Linked DNA regions of Sus scrofa: region 1 is linked to region 2. Evidence: chromatin contacts called from public promoter capture Hi-C data. All regions are on one chromosome and are shown on one strand. Each heading gives the region's core, a stretch centred on a gene start, on an enhancer-like site or on the middle of the called end of the contact. The rest is flanking DNA. Distances are from core to core; before and after follow the strand shown. Region 1 holds the start of IMPAD1 (inositol monophosphatase domain containing 1). Region 2 holds the start of UBXN2B (UBX domain-containing protein 2B).

The links. Promoter capture Hi-C pulls out the DNA fragments that hold promoters and counts their contacts.
Region 1: a promoter capture Hi-C map of liver shows a contact between it and region 2, with 7 times the contacts expected there. The contact joins the promoter of IMPAD1 here to the promoter of UBXN2B in region 2. A contact is called at or near these places in 2 of 5 promoter capture datasets (fetal skeletal muscle and liver) and 1 of 47 Hi-C or Micro-C datasets (embryonic fibroblasts).

The regions. Positions count from the first base shown.
Region 1 is chr4:75,189,751-75,195,827 of Sscrofa11.1, forward strand. It overlaps IMPAD1 (inositol monophosphatase domain containing 1), which reads left to right and starts at 1,506. Exons shown (of 5, transcript NM_001243632.1): 1 at 1,506-2,167. The coding sequence starts at 1,781.
Region 2 is chr4:74,434,552-74,440,332 of Sscrofa11.1, forward strand. UBXN2B (UBX domain-containing protein 2B) reads right to left here and starts at 3,099. Exons shown (of 8, transcript XM_001924982.7): 1 at 2,964-3,099. The coding sequence starts at 3,047.

The sequences.
Region 1 (6,077 bases), core at 256-2,755, 750 kb after region 2:
ACACTCCCGAGACTGTTCCTTCATTGATTTGTGTTTGTGCTGTGATTGTTTTTAAGCTAATTACAGATTTCTGTCAGGGAAACCAAGAAATCAACAGTCTTTGTCTATTGTATCTATACAACCACATGGCAAACTCTGTAGATGCCATGGACTCTAAAGAAGTGGTAGAGGGAGTTCCTGTTGTGGCTCAGCAGGTTAAGAACCCAGCTAGTATCCATGAGAATGTAGGTTCTGTCCCTGGCCTTGCACTGCGGGTTAAGGGATCCAGCGTTGCCACCAGCTATGGCGAAGGCTGGCAGCTGCAGCTCTGATTCCCCCCCCAGCCTGGAACTTCCATAAGCTGCAGCTGCAGCCCTAAACAAAACAAACAAAAAACAAAAAACAAAACAGAAAAAAGAAGCAGTAAATTTCAGTCTGCCTCTAACAACTTTTTCAGAAACTGAAGTTCATAATCCATTCTGTATACTTGCAGTATCTAAGGTCGTTAACATTAAAGCTTACTTAAAACCAATGACTTTTGGCTATGAACAGTAAAATAGGCTGCATTTTAAGTTGATTTTATGGGACACTCTAACATTTAAAATATTGCTCACCTTAAGATTCACTTTTAAGGTGAGAGATAAAATTAAGGCTTATTATATATCTATTAAAATTTAGTAAGTACACACTATTATTGTTGAAATCAGTGGAATAGTAGAAGGCAATTATTTCTGGTAAATGATTCTATAAGTGAATTTATACGGCCTATACTGACTCAAAGATTACATATTCTAGATTGGCCGACCATCCTGGGACAACCTTTATATCAAGTGGACTTTCACAAGCAACTTCTCGCCCTGCTCAGCCTCTGGGAGGAAGGTACCAGTAAAATGTACCTGGAAACCCAGAATATTTCCTTACATTGTGAAGGCTCAGAATCAAGGTAAGTTCTTCACCTGCATAGCGGATGGTTTATTCTGGCAGGTGAAGGTAAGGGGAAAGTCTATACACTCAGACAAATACAAGTCCATAAGCATTTAGAGAGGGGCACGAAGAACCAAGTAAAATTCCTGCTATCGCCTCCCCACTCCCGCTGCGCCTGGAAGAGCACGGAAGGGGCAGTTTCATCCTGGAGGCTCTCTTTACACAAGCGCAGGCGAAAAAAAGCATAGATTGCTCTTAAAATGGCTTTAACGAACCTCCTCGGTTCCTCAATAACCAGAGTGATGGGAAGTCCAGACTGTCACTGTGGCTCTATTTCAGAGAGATCTGATTGAAATTTTCACAAGGGACTCAGCATCCTCCCGTGCGTGGCAAGTAGTTCCTCCACATCTAGAACTGATTTGAAAACCCAAATTCCGTCGACAAGACCAACGGACGCGGTGCAAACCCGCACCTACAGAGAACCCGGCTAGCCGGCCTGCCGCCAGGCCCTTGGGTCGCCCCGCCCCGAGGGAGGAGCCTTATAGCCCTCGCCCCGCCCCTTGCGTAACCCGGATACACACCCACGCTCCCCTTTCACCTTACGGCCGTTGGCTAACGTGGAAGCCAGACCCGCCGGCCGGCTAAGGGGCAGGGAGCGCGCTGCCTGGGCTAGTCGGGCGCGCGGAACGGCGGCTTTGAGGGCTTCTCCGCACAGCTCGGCCTTTCCCGGGAGCGGGCGATGGGGCGCGCGAGCGCCGAGGAGCAGGCGCCGGTGTAGTCCTCGCGGCGCCCGGCCCGGGATCGCGGCGGCGGAGGCGGCGCGGGGCGCGGGGAGGCCTGTGAGGGCCACCGCCCCGAGTGCCGGGCCTCCCGCGCCATGGCCCCCATGGGCATCCGCCTCTCCCCGCTGGGGGTGGCCGTGTTCTGCCTGCTGGGTCTCGGCGTGCTCTACCACCTCTACTCGGGCTTCCTGGCCGGCCGCTTCAGCCTATTCGGCATGGGCGGCGAGCCTGGCGGCGGAGCGGCGGGGCCCGGGGCCGCGGCTGACGGGGGCACGGTGGACCTGCGGGAGATGCTGGCCGTGTCCGTGCTGGCGGCCGTGCGCGGCGGAGACGAAGTGCGTCGGGTCCGCGAGAGCAACGTCCTCCACGAGAAGTCCAAGGGGAAGACGCGCGAGGGGGCCGACGACAAGATGACCAGCGGGGATGTGCTGTCCAACCGCAAGATGTTCTACCTACTCAAGACAGCTTTCCCCAACGTGCAGGTGGGTGTCGCGAGCGCGGGGCTGGGTGGGAGCGCGGGAGCCTGGGCTCGGGTCCGGGCGGGCAGACGCCTCCAACTGCCCAAGGCGGTAGGGCGCTGGCTCCCCCCTTCGCAGGTCGGGAGACGGAGACGCTCAAGTTGAGGTGCTCAAGGTCACACACAGCGTACGTGAAAGAGCTGGGTGAGGTCGCGGGTGGTCTGACTCAGGGCGCGTGCCCGTCTGGTCCCCCCGGGTGTACGCGCCCACTTGGTACCTGGGATCCGGAGTGCTGGGTTCTGGGCGGGCCCTGATGTCAGAAGGCTGAGAAAGTTAACTTCACTCCCTGCCGCAGACTCCTCTGTCAAAGGGAAGAATTGGACTGGAACCCCCAAGGCCCTCCAGCTTTGTTTCATTTAATTGTTGGAAGCGTCGTGACTGTAAAATACAGGTTTTCTGGCAGACCTGCCAGGAGTCGAAGGCGGGAACTGTAGACGTCTTGCTGCAAGTACAAGTACTTTTGGAATTTCATGAGCTAGATAAACATTGAAACATGAACCCTGGCTTCTTTGGAAGATATCTGACCTTTAACTGTTGTTTTTGTAAGAGAGTATTGTCATTGTGGAATTACATATCTTGTGTAACCCTCTCTCTCCAGTCTGTTCTGTTACTGCTTTGGTTTTCTTTCTTTGTCTTTTTTTTTTTTTACTGCCCCCCTTTTTTTTTTTCCTTTAAACATTTTTTTTTCAGTGGGAAGGAACTTTGGCTTTGATGTCATGAGCTTCTGGATACCAGATGTAATTGACACGATAATTCTCAAACAAAACATGCAAAATTTCAGGTTTTTCCTTTGCCTACCAAGCTTTAGCCATACAAACAATACTTGCATTTACATCTAGATGTGATAAGATGTGCTTGTAAAAGTTTTCTCACCTCTTGAAAGCACATAGTCTTTTTTAGAGTTTGTGGAAAAAAACAAATTTCAGAAAAGTTGCCATATAGGTGTAACAGAAGTAATAGTGACCATTTATTGAGTGTGTTTTAGGTGCCCAGATCCTGGCTACGCAGGACTTTACTTGATCCTCACAGTAACTTTAAGAAGTAAATTTTATTTATACCCTCTTACAAATGGGAGACCTGAAGCTCATAATACTCCACAGTGTACGTGGACTACTTTTAGGAGTCTACTTAAAACTTATACTGAATTTCCTGGGGAAAGTGTAAAATCGTAGATGTTTGGAAGCAATAATAGTGAAATATAGCAGCCAAGTTGAATTTTTTTAAAAGGCAATGACAAAAAAAATTCTGAAATAGTGAAAATGCATATCTATGTGTACATACATGTGTGTTCCCATGTGAACTCCACTCCACCCCACCTCTGCCAAAGCTTTGCCTTGGGTAGCTTCCACGGGATTCTGCATTTGTCTCTCCCTGATTAACAAATGCTAAGGGAATAGCTGCCAAAGGTGATGAGCTGCGTTTGGTTAAACATAGAAGCTAAGCTTTCAAATCCCAGATGTTGGAGTCTGCCTTTATGTAAAATAATTTGTTTTCTTATGACTGAAGGTTGGCATGTAGGTCTTTAGTGTTCATCTTGGCTGATGATGGGTAGAGTAGAGGAGGTTATGCTCATAGACAATGTGCCAAAGCAGGATGGTATCATGATGAGCCATCTCCTTTTGTCGGGACGCTGTTAGACTGGAGTCCAGATGCAGCCACCTAAGTAGACACTCAGCCCTAGAGTCTTTCCTTTCTTCCTTCTTCTCCAGCACCCAGATGTGCCGTCTTAAATGTCTGGTTGTTTTCGAAGCTGAAATTTTTTGCTAACGGTCTTAAGTCGAATCTCACTGAGTTTATGTCCTTACGGAAAAACAGCACTGAGAAGCCACAGCTACTCTTTTCTTTTATCCTGGTGCTCTGTGCGAATGGAGAGAGGCCTCTTTCTCCTTTGACTTTCCTGTCTAGTCAGAGGCTTGAGCTCACCTATCTAAGGTTCACTCCTTAGTTAAGAGGATATTCCCCATGTCACTCATTCTCAATTGGGGACAGTTTTGTCCTCCAGGAACATTTGGCAATGTCTAGAGATTTTCGGTTGTCACAACTGGAGTGGAATGCTATTGGCGTCTAGTAGGTAAACATCCCATAATGCACAGGACAGCCATCAATAATAAAGAATTATCTGGCCTGATTTTTCACTTGATGACCAGGTTGAGAAACCTTACTCTAAAGAAGTACACATTGTCGGAGTTCCTACCATGGCTCAGTGGAAACGAATCTGACCAGTAACCATGAGGATACAGGTTTGATCCCTGGCCTTGCTCAGTGGGTTAAGGCTCTGGTGTTGCCATGATCTGTGGTGTAGGTCGCAGATGTGGCTTGGATCCTGAGTTTCTGTGGCTGTGGCATAAGCCAGTGGGCTACAGCTCCAATTCTACCCCTAGCCTGGGATCCTCCATATGTCACAGGTGTGACTCTTAAAAAAAAAAAAAAAAAAAGGAGTGTGTGTTTTCTTAAAGAAAACTCAGGTTTGGCCTATAGTCTCTGGATTCCCTTCCACCATCGGCCTTTCTTGTGTTTGGGATCTTGGGAAAACCTTCAGGGTAGCCCTTTCTTCCTGAACATTTTGGCCATGCTTCATTTCATTCTGTGAAGATCGTAGTAGCTGTGGCCATTTAACTGTTTCTTGTTGTATCCTTGTGGATAATGATGAAGATGAAGGCTGGAGGTAGTTTCTGCAGCCACAGTACAGCCAGATTTAGACTTAATGAATGGGGAGCTCTCTTTTTGAGGGGCTCCTGTCCTCAACTCATTAAAAGGTGTTGACATTAGTTTATTTGAAGATAAGGCATGATATTCCAGGCCAATAGGAGTTTTGCATCTTTGCCTTCTTTGACCTATGGGATGAGAGCTAAGCTCTTCTCTCTCAGCAGGAGTCCTCACTGGAAAAGCTGGAGAGGTGCTAACGTAGTAGACAGAACATTTGCCTTAACGTGTCCAATCACCAGGCTGGGTGATCCTGGCCGGTCATTTAACTTCTTTGAGCTACAGTTTCCTCTTCTGTAAAATCGAATAACTAGTAATTGGATAATTAGTGCAGGCATAGGCATTGCGCACACAGAAAAAAGCAAATTCAAAGGAGCAGGCCTAATCAAAGTAATACCAGTGTAGTTAATTCAAGTAGGCTGAAGAGTCTGAAACAGATGCATGACAGTGTGTGAGTGAGCACTTGGCTTTCCTAGTCAGGCAAGACACTGCCCTAGAGGCCCACTTCTTTGTCACCTCACCTAGATGACTGAGGTGACCTGCAAGGCTAAGAGATGCAGGAGCACCTATGTCAGGGCTCGGAGCTCATCAAAGGCTGCTCCTAAGCTCTTCACATTTGCCATCAGAAAGCCTGCCCATAAACTGCTGGGGACTCCTCACCTGCAGCCCCTTCACCAACTGGCCCATGGGCACACCTCACCCATATCACCCACCTGCCTTTGCCTGATTTTGGCATGTGCTCCCCCCACAGACCATGAGAGTGAGCCTTTGCAGATGGCTAGTGAACAAGTGCAGAAAGTCAGCATGACTCTGGGATTGGGAAGAAGCTCACAAAGTTGACTATTTCGGGGCACTAGCCTAGAGGAAACAAATAAGAGGCTCCCGGGACCTGGCTGGGTTTAGGGGATGGACATAAAGCAAACTGTAACAAGGGACGAGGAAGGTCAATATGTAATGATAAAAGGGTCATTTCACTAGGAGAACATAACAGTTGTAAATACCCATGCACCCAACATCAGAGCATCTGAATATATTAAGCAAATATTTCAGATCTGAAGGTAGAAACAGAGCAATGCAGTAATATAATAGTAGGGACTTCACTACCCCCACTTTCATTGATATTTTATCCACACAGATCATCAATAAAGCAATAATAGACTTGCCTAATTGA
Region 2 (5,781 bases), core at 1,849-4,348:
AAGCCTTCCAGGTGGCTCTGCTGCGCTTAAAACTGAGAAGCAGACTCGTCTCCTGCAGGAAGAGGCTGCTGCGGCAAGTGTAACTCAGGGTCAGACAGTCTACTCCTTTCTCACTCCCAGACTCCTCTCTGCCCCCACCCCCAGCCCGCTCCTAATCCTAAGAAGTATGAGGTTGCCCCAATGCTCCCCAACTCCAACCTACCCAGAAATAAAAATATACAAACAGAAATCTTTTCCTTTCATATTATTCTGGAGGAAATCTGGGGCAGAAGCATATACTTAAATACTTTAAGCAACTGTTAAGGCCATGTATGGAGGGCTGAGGGGCACCAGAGGAGACAAGGGGATCTGAAAATGCTCAAAAATACTAATGAGCCTGAGGTTCCCGGGGTGAGTACTGTCACTGACAACCCTGTCCCCAACTTCCCCTCTGCATGTTCCCAATTTTGGAGGTCGAAGGGGCCCAAGATCTACTTGTTGATTTGAGAGAGAGAGCACTTGCAAAGACACCTGAAAACAACCAAAGTGATAACGTGTAAAGAAACACGCTAGCACCGAAGGTTTAAAGATACCTAAAAACAACCAAAGTGAGGGCGTGTAAAGAAACAGACTAGTATCAAAAGTTTAAAAGAATTGGACAGTGTTCTTCTCCCCAACTGGTTTTTTGGATATTGATTATATGGGGATTATCTTGCTATTGTTTAATCAAGCCATGCTTATTTTAAGAGTTACTCAGTTTTCAATAGGTACTTTTACTTTCTAGTCAACTCGCTGTAAGAGGCTTTCCCGGTATCATTGAGGAAAAGGGTGATTGTAACAGGAACAAGTAAAAGTACCCCTAAGTGTGTACACCTTAGCTGCCACACTAAGGTGCACTTTTGAGTTGGATGCTCACAGGGCTGGAAGGCTTTCTAGGCTATCAGAAATCGCTCCAGATTTAGATGCCCACAAATCCTAGGAGGCGTGGCAAAATAAACATGGCTAGATTAAACAATAACACGATAATCCCCACATAATCAATATTCAAGAAACCAGTTGGAGAGAAGAACACTATCCAATTCTTTTAAACCTTTGATACTAGTCTATTTCTTTATACGTCATCACCTTGGTTGTTTTCAGGTGTCTTTGCAAGTTCTTCACATTTTTGTTAAATTCTAAAGGAAACATTATCAATACTTAGCATATTTTATATACCAAATCACATTCATAACAATATCAGTTAGCTACCTAAACCTACCTACCAGAAGGTAGATAGGAGATGAAAAGAAATCCTATTTTCTAAGTGATGGTAGAAAGTAAGGCTTGATCACAGTTAGGGACATCTATCATATTATCTCCAACAATTAATCATACCTTAATCTAGTGGATTAAGTCTAAGTGTCAAGTATCAGACAATCATTAACCAAGCTGTTCTCACTTTCCACATAAAAAGAAGAAACAGGTTTTCAGGACGTGATATTAAGTTATAGTTTTAACTTTAATGGCATTAGATTGGACTAACCAGGGCAAGTGATAGCATTTCTCTCCTTTTAAGGAAAAAGAACCAAATATTTACTATGCAAGTAACTGAGCCAGGATAACATGGGACCGAAGAGGCACTTATAGACATTTCTCTATTTCATCCTTGACACCATCAACACCACCTCTTGTTTAGAAAATAAAGACACGGAGGATCAGAGAGGTTAAAACACTTTCCCGAGATTCACACTAAGTGGCAGGGCCAAATGCAAACCCAAGCTGTTCTGACCAGAAATTCATTTTTCTCCCCAACAGCATATGTCTCTTAGTGGTGTACAACAGAAGAGATGAGGCAGATAAGACCTTCCTACTCCTTGGTTGTTTACTACTGAACAGACTTACGAACACTAGAACTATGCTACCTTGACTTTGTCTCCTGACAACTGATCACTCCATTCTCCAAATTCAACATTTTATGCACAGCTTATCTTGGCACTCAGCCATACTCCATCTGAAAACGTTATGCTAAAAATATTCCTATATTATTTCTGCAAATAATAGTGAAATGCCTTTTATACTTCTATACTCTTCATCAGTGTCACAGCCTCCGCGGTAGATTTGATGTCCTATTTATCTCTGCGTTCCCAGAGCTTAGCAGTATGTTATAGGACAGGTATTCAGTATCCGTTCATTTACAGATACACAATGAAAATGTGACCATAAAGTAACAGAACTTTTCTACCAAGGCTTGGATTTAGTGCCATCTATTTTTAACGATAGTTCCTTACAGATGTTTGGTTGTTGAATTTTATCAATGATCTTACAAAGAGACAGTAAAAACGAAAACAAACCAAAAAAACCCCTAAAATGAGTAGTAAGATTTGGTGCGCTCATATCTGGCTAATGTCAACGTCCTTCAATATTAGCAAGTTTTATCTTCCCGTTTCTTCTGTGCAGTCTTTTCTGTACTGTAGCTTTTACAACCAAGCTGTGCAGTCATAGGGTGAAATACTTTTTAGGTTACCCCTCTACAAGAAAAAGCTATCTGATAAAAAGGAACCCTCTTTACATTTAAGTGATCAAGCCAGAAACAGCCTCCAGGATAAGCAAGATCAGGCCCGCAGAGGCTGTGACTTTTGAAGTGATGCTGATTCCCCTATGGCCACAGGAGAGAGAGCTTTCTTCCAGAGTCTCCTGCCCGAAGCACCAACCTGTGAAGTACTCAACCGACCCCGTGAAATGCCATTCTAAAGCAACAGCTGCTTCTTAAACTGCAAGTGGGGTGGGGGAAGCGAGGCAGGGGCACCCGAGGAAGCAGCGCTCAGACACCTGTTTCTACCAGCACCGCGGTCCCGCGCGCCGCCCGGGGAGACCCACGGCTCCCGAGTCCCAACTCTGTCCCCGGGCGGGTCTGGGGAAGGCTCCGCCTCGGCCACAGCGGCCCCGACACGCCCCCGGCCGCGCCGTCCCCGCCGCCGCGCCCTCACCCCTGCCGCTCGCCGCACCTGCAAGTCCCGCGCGCTCGGGGGCCGCGGCCCCGGCGTCCTCGGCTCTTCCTCGCCCGCCTCGCCGCCACCGCCCTCCGCCATCTTTCACCGGCTCCCGACGCCGCCGCCGACGCGCCTCCCGCGACTTCCGGGGTCGTTGCCTGGCAACCGCGGGGCGGGGCGGGCGGGGCGGTCCCTGCGCGCCCCCGCCTCCCCCAAGGCCCGCGCGCCCCCGCTTCCGGCGCCCGCCCACCTGTCCTGACCCGCTTCTTTCCCAAAAGGAAGTGGCCTCAGAATTTTCTCGCGGAGTAACCTCTTCGTAAACCCAGGTTCCCCAGGTCCCACGCCTGAGGGTGCTCGGAGCCGCCCTGGAGGGCAGCACGGACTGGCGGGTTCTTTTAAACCCACGGTGAAAACGTCCTCTGGATGTTTCATCTGATGAAAGGCGCATCCTTACTTTTCCAGTCTTGGTCACATTCTCTCCTTTCCCTACCAAAGACTGGGTGGCACGGTCGCCCCCGAAGCGTGAATTGGGGTTGAGGAGGAAGAACACAGTAAACGCTCTTTGAGGTCAGGAGACTACTAAATTCTCTTTATTCATCTCAGTTTCATTCAAACTCCTGTCTTATCCCAGGCACTTTTATGCTCCCGGATGCAAAGGTAAAAAGAAGTAGTTCCGATATTTATAAAACTCACAGTCTAGTGGGGGAAAGAGAAATATAAACATAATAAAATGCCATTTGCAGTAGCGCTTTGCAGGGAATGTTATGAGTGGACTGTGGAGTGGGGAGGGGAGTATTCTGCTATGAGCCCCATGCTGGGTGCATTTTATGTGTAATCTCCTCTATCCCTCTGCCAGGTAACCGTATTATACCTGAGGAAACCAAGTTTCAAATAACAGTTTACTCTGTTGTAAGTGACGGTACCAGATACTAAACCTTGCATTTGTTGGTTGTCCCAATATTCTTTTTAGTACAACATTCTGCCTAGAAATCTCTGGCTCTTCTTTACGTCCCACGGAGCCAATGGTATTTTGGCTGACTCTGAAGGATAAGTATTCGTGGTAGACTTTGGACCAGAAGGGACCACAGGGAGAAGCATGTTTGAAATACCATGTTCGTGCTGATAAAGTCCTGCATGGCGAACCTTAGGAGAAGTGACAAAAGAGGCTTGGGGATTGGGGAATGTGGGTGCAGATCTAGACTCAAGATGCAGGCCTAGGAGTGGTGCTAAAGGGTCTTGCTTTAGTGAAGGATGAGGACTACGCCCTGGGGCAGTGATTGTCAAGGCTGATGCACACTAGAAAACCCCTTCCTCCACCCTCTCCCCATCTTAGGAACTCAGATTTAATTAATATGGGGTGACCCCTCAAGCGTCTTTTTTTTTTTTTTTTTTTTTTTTTTTTTTTGTCTTTTTGCATTTTCTAGGGCTGCTTCCATGGCATATGGAGGATACCAGGCTAGGGCTGTAATCGGAGCTGTAGCTGCCGGCTTATGCACAGCCGCAGCAACGAGGGATCCAAGCTGTGTCTGTGACCTACACCACAGCTCACAGCAACGCCAGATCCTTAACCCACTGAGCGAGGCCAGGGATGGAACCCAAAACCTCATGGTTCCTAGTCGGATTCGTTAACCACTGAGCCACGACGGGAACTCCAAGAATCATATTTTTTAAGCTGCTCCCCAGGTGGACTATGCTTCTGACCATGATAGTGTACCTGGTACTGGACTTGCCCTTCCAATCCCAGCAATGAAAAAAGCTAGATGAGATATCTGAAATGATTATTTTCAGACATTGAATCAAAGGCAGCACAGCTCAGATCTGTGCTATGCCAGAGAAGGGAAACAAGCAAGATGAGCTATGTTTGCCCTGGCTTTCTGCCTGGAACTCTCCTACATTGCGGGTGGGAATGTAGAATGCTGCAGCTTCTTTGGAAAATAAAGTTTCTTCTAAAGTTAAATATTCATTTATCATAAGACCTAGCATTGACTCTCCTAAATATTGACCTAAGAGGAATGAAAACATGTTTACAAAGATATTTGTACCATGATGTTCATAGAAGCTTTATTCATAATAGCCCCAAACTGGAAACAATCCAAATGTCCATGCACAATGAATGGATAACACTTTGAGAAATTAGTACAATAGAATACTACTCTACAGTAAAAAGGAAGAAATTACTGATTCAAACGCCATAGATGAAGCTCAAAGATATTATCTTGAGTAAAAGAAGCCAGATGTGAAAGAGTAAATATTGTCTGATTCAATTTTTTTTTTTTTTTTTTTTGTCTTTTTGCCATTTTCTTGAGCCGCTCCCAAGGCATATGGAGGTTCCCAGGCTAGGGTCTAATCGGAGCTGTAGCCACTGGCCTATGCCAGAGCCACAGCAATGTGGGATCCGAGCCGCATCTGCAATCTACACCACAGCTCACAGCAATGCCGGATCCTTAACCCACTGAGCAAGGCCAAAGATTGAACCCGAAACCTCATGGTTCCTAGTTGGATTGTTAACCACTGAGCCATGATGGGAACTCCTATCTGATTCAATTTATATAAAATTCTGGAATAGGCAAAACTGCTGGCAGTAATTTAGGGTCATCTCTTTGGGGAAGGATAAACTTGAAGAATTTGAAAAAGGATACATGGGAACTTTTTGAGATGATGAAAATGTCATATCTTTTTTTGGTGGTGATAGTTACACAGATATAATTATATATATATTAATATACACTTGTTGAAAATACATTGAGCAATATATACTTAAATTGAAGGTACTTTATTATGTGTAAATTGTATATTTATGAAATTGGTTGAAAAAAACCTCGGATAATTCTGT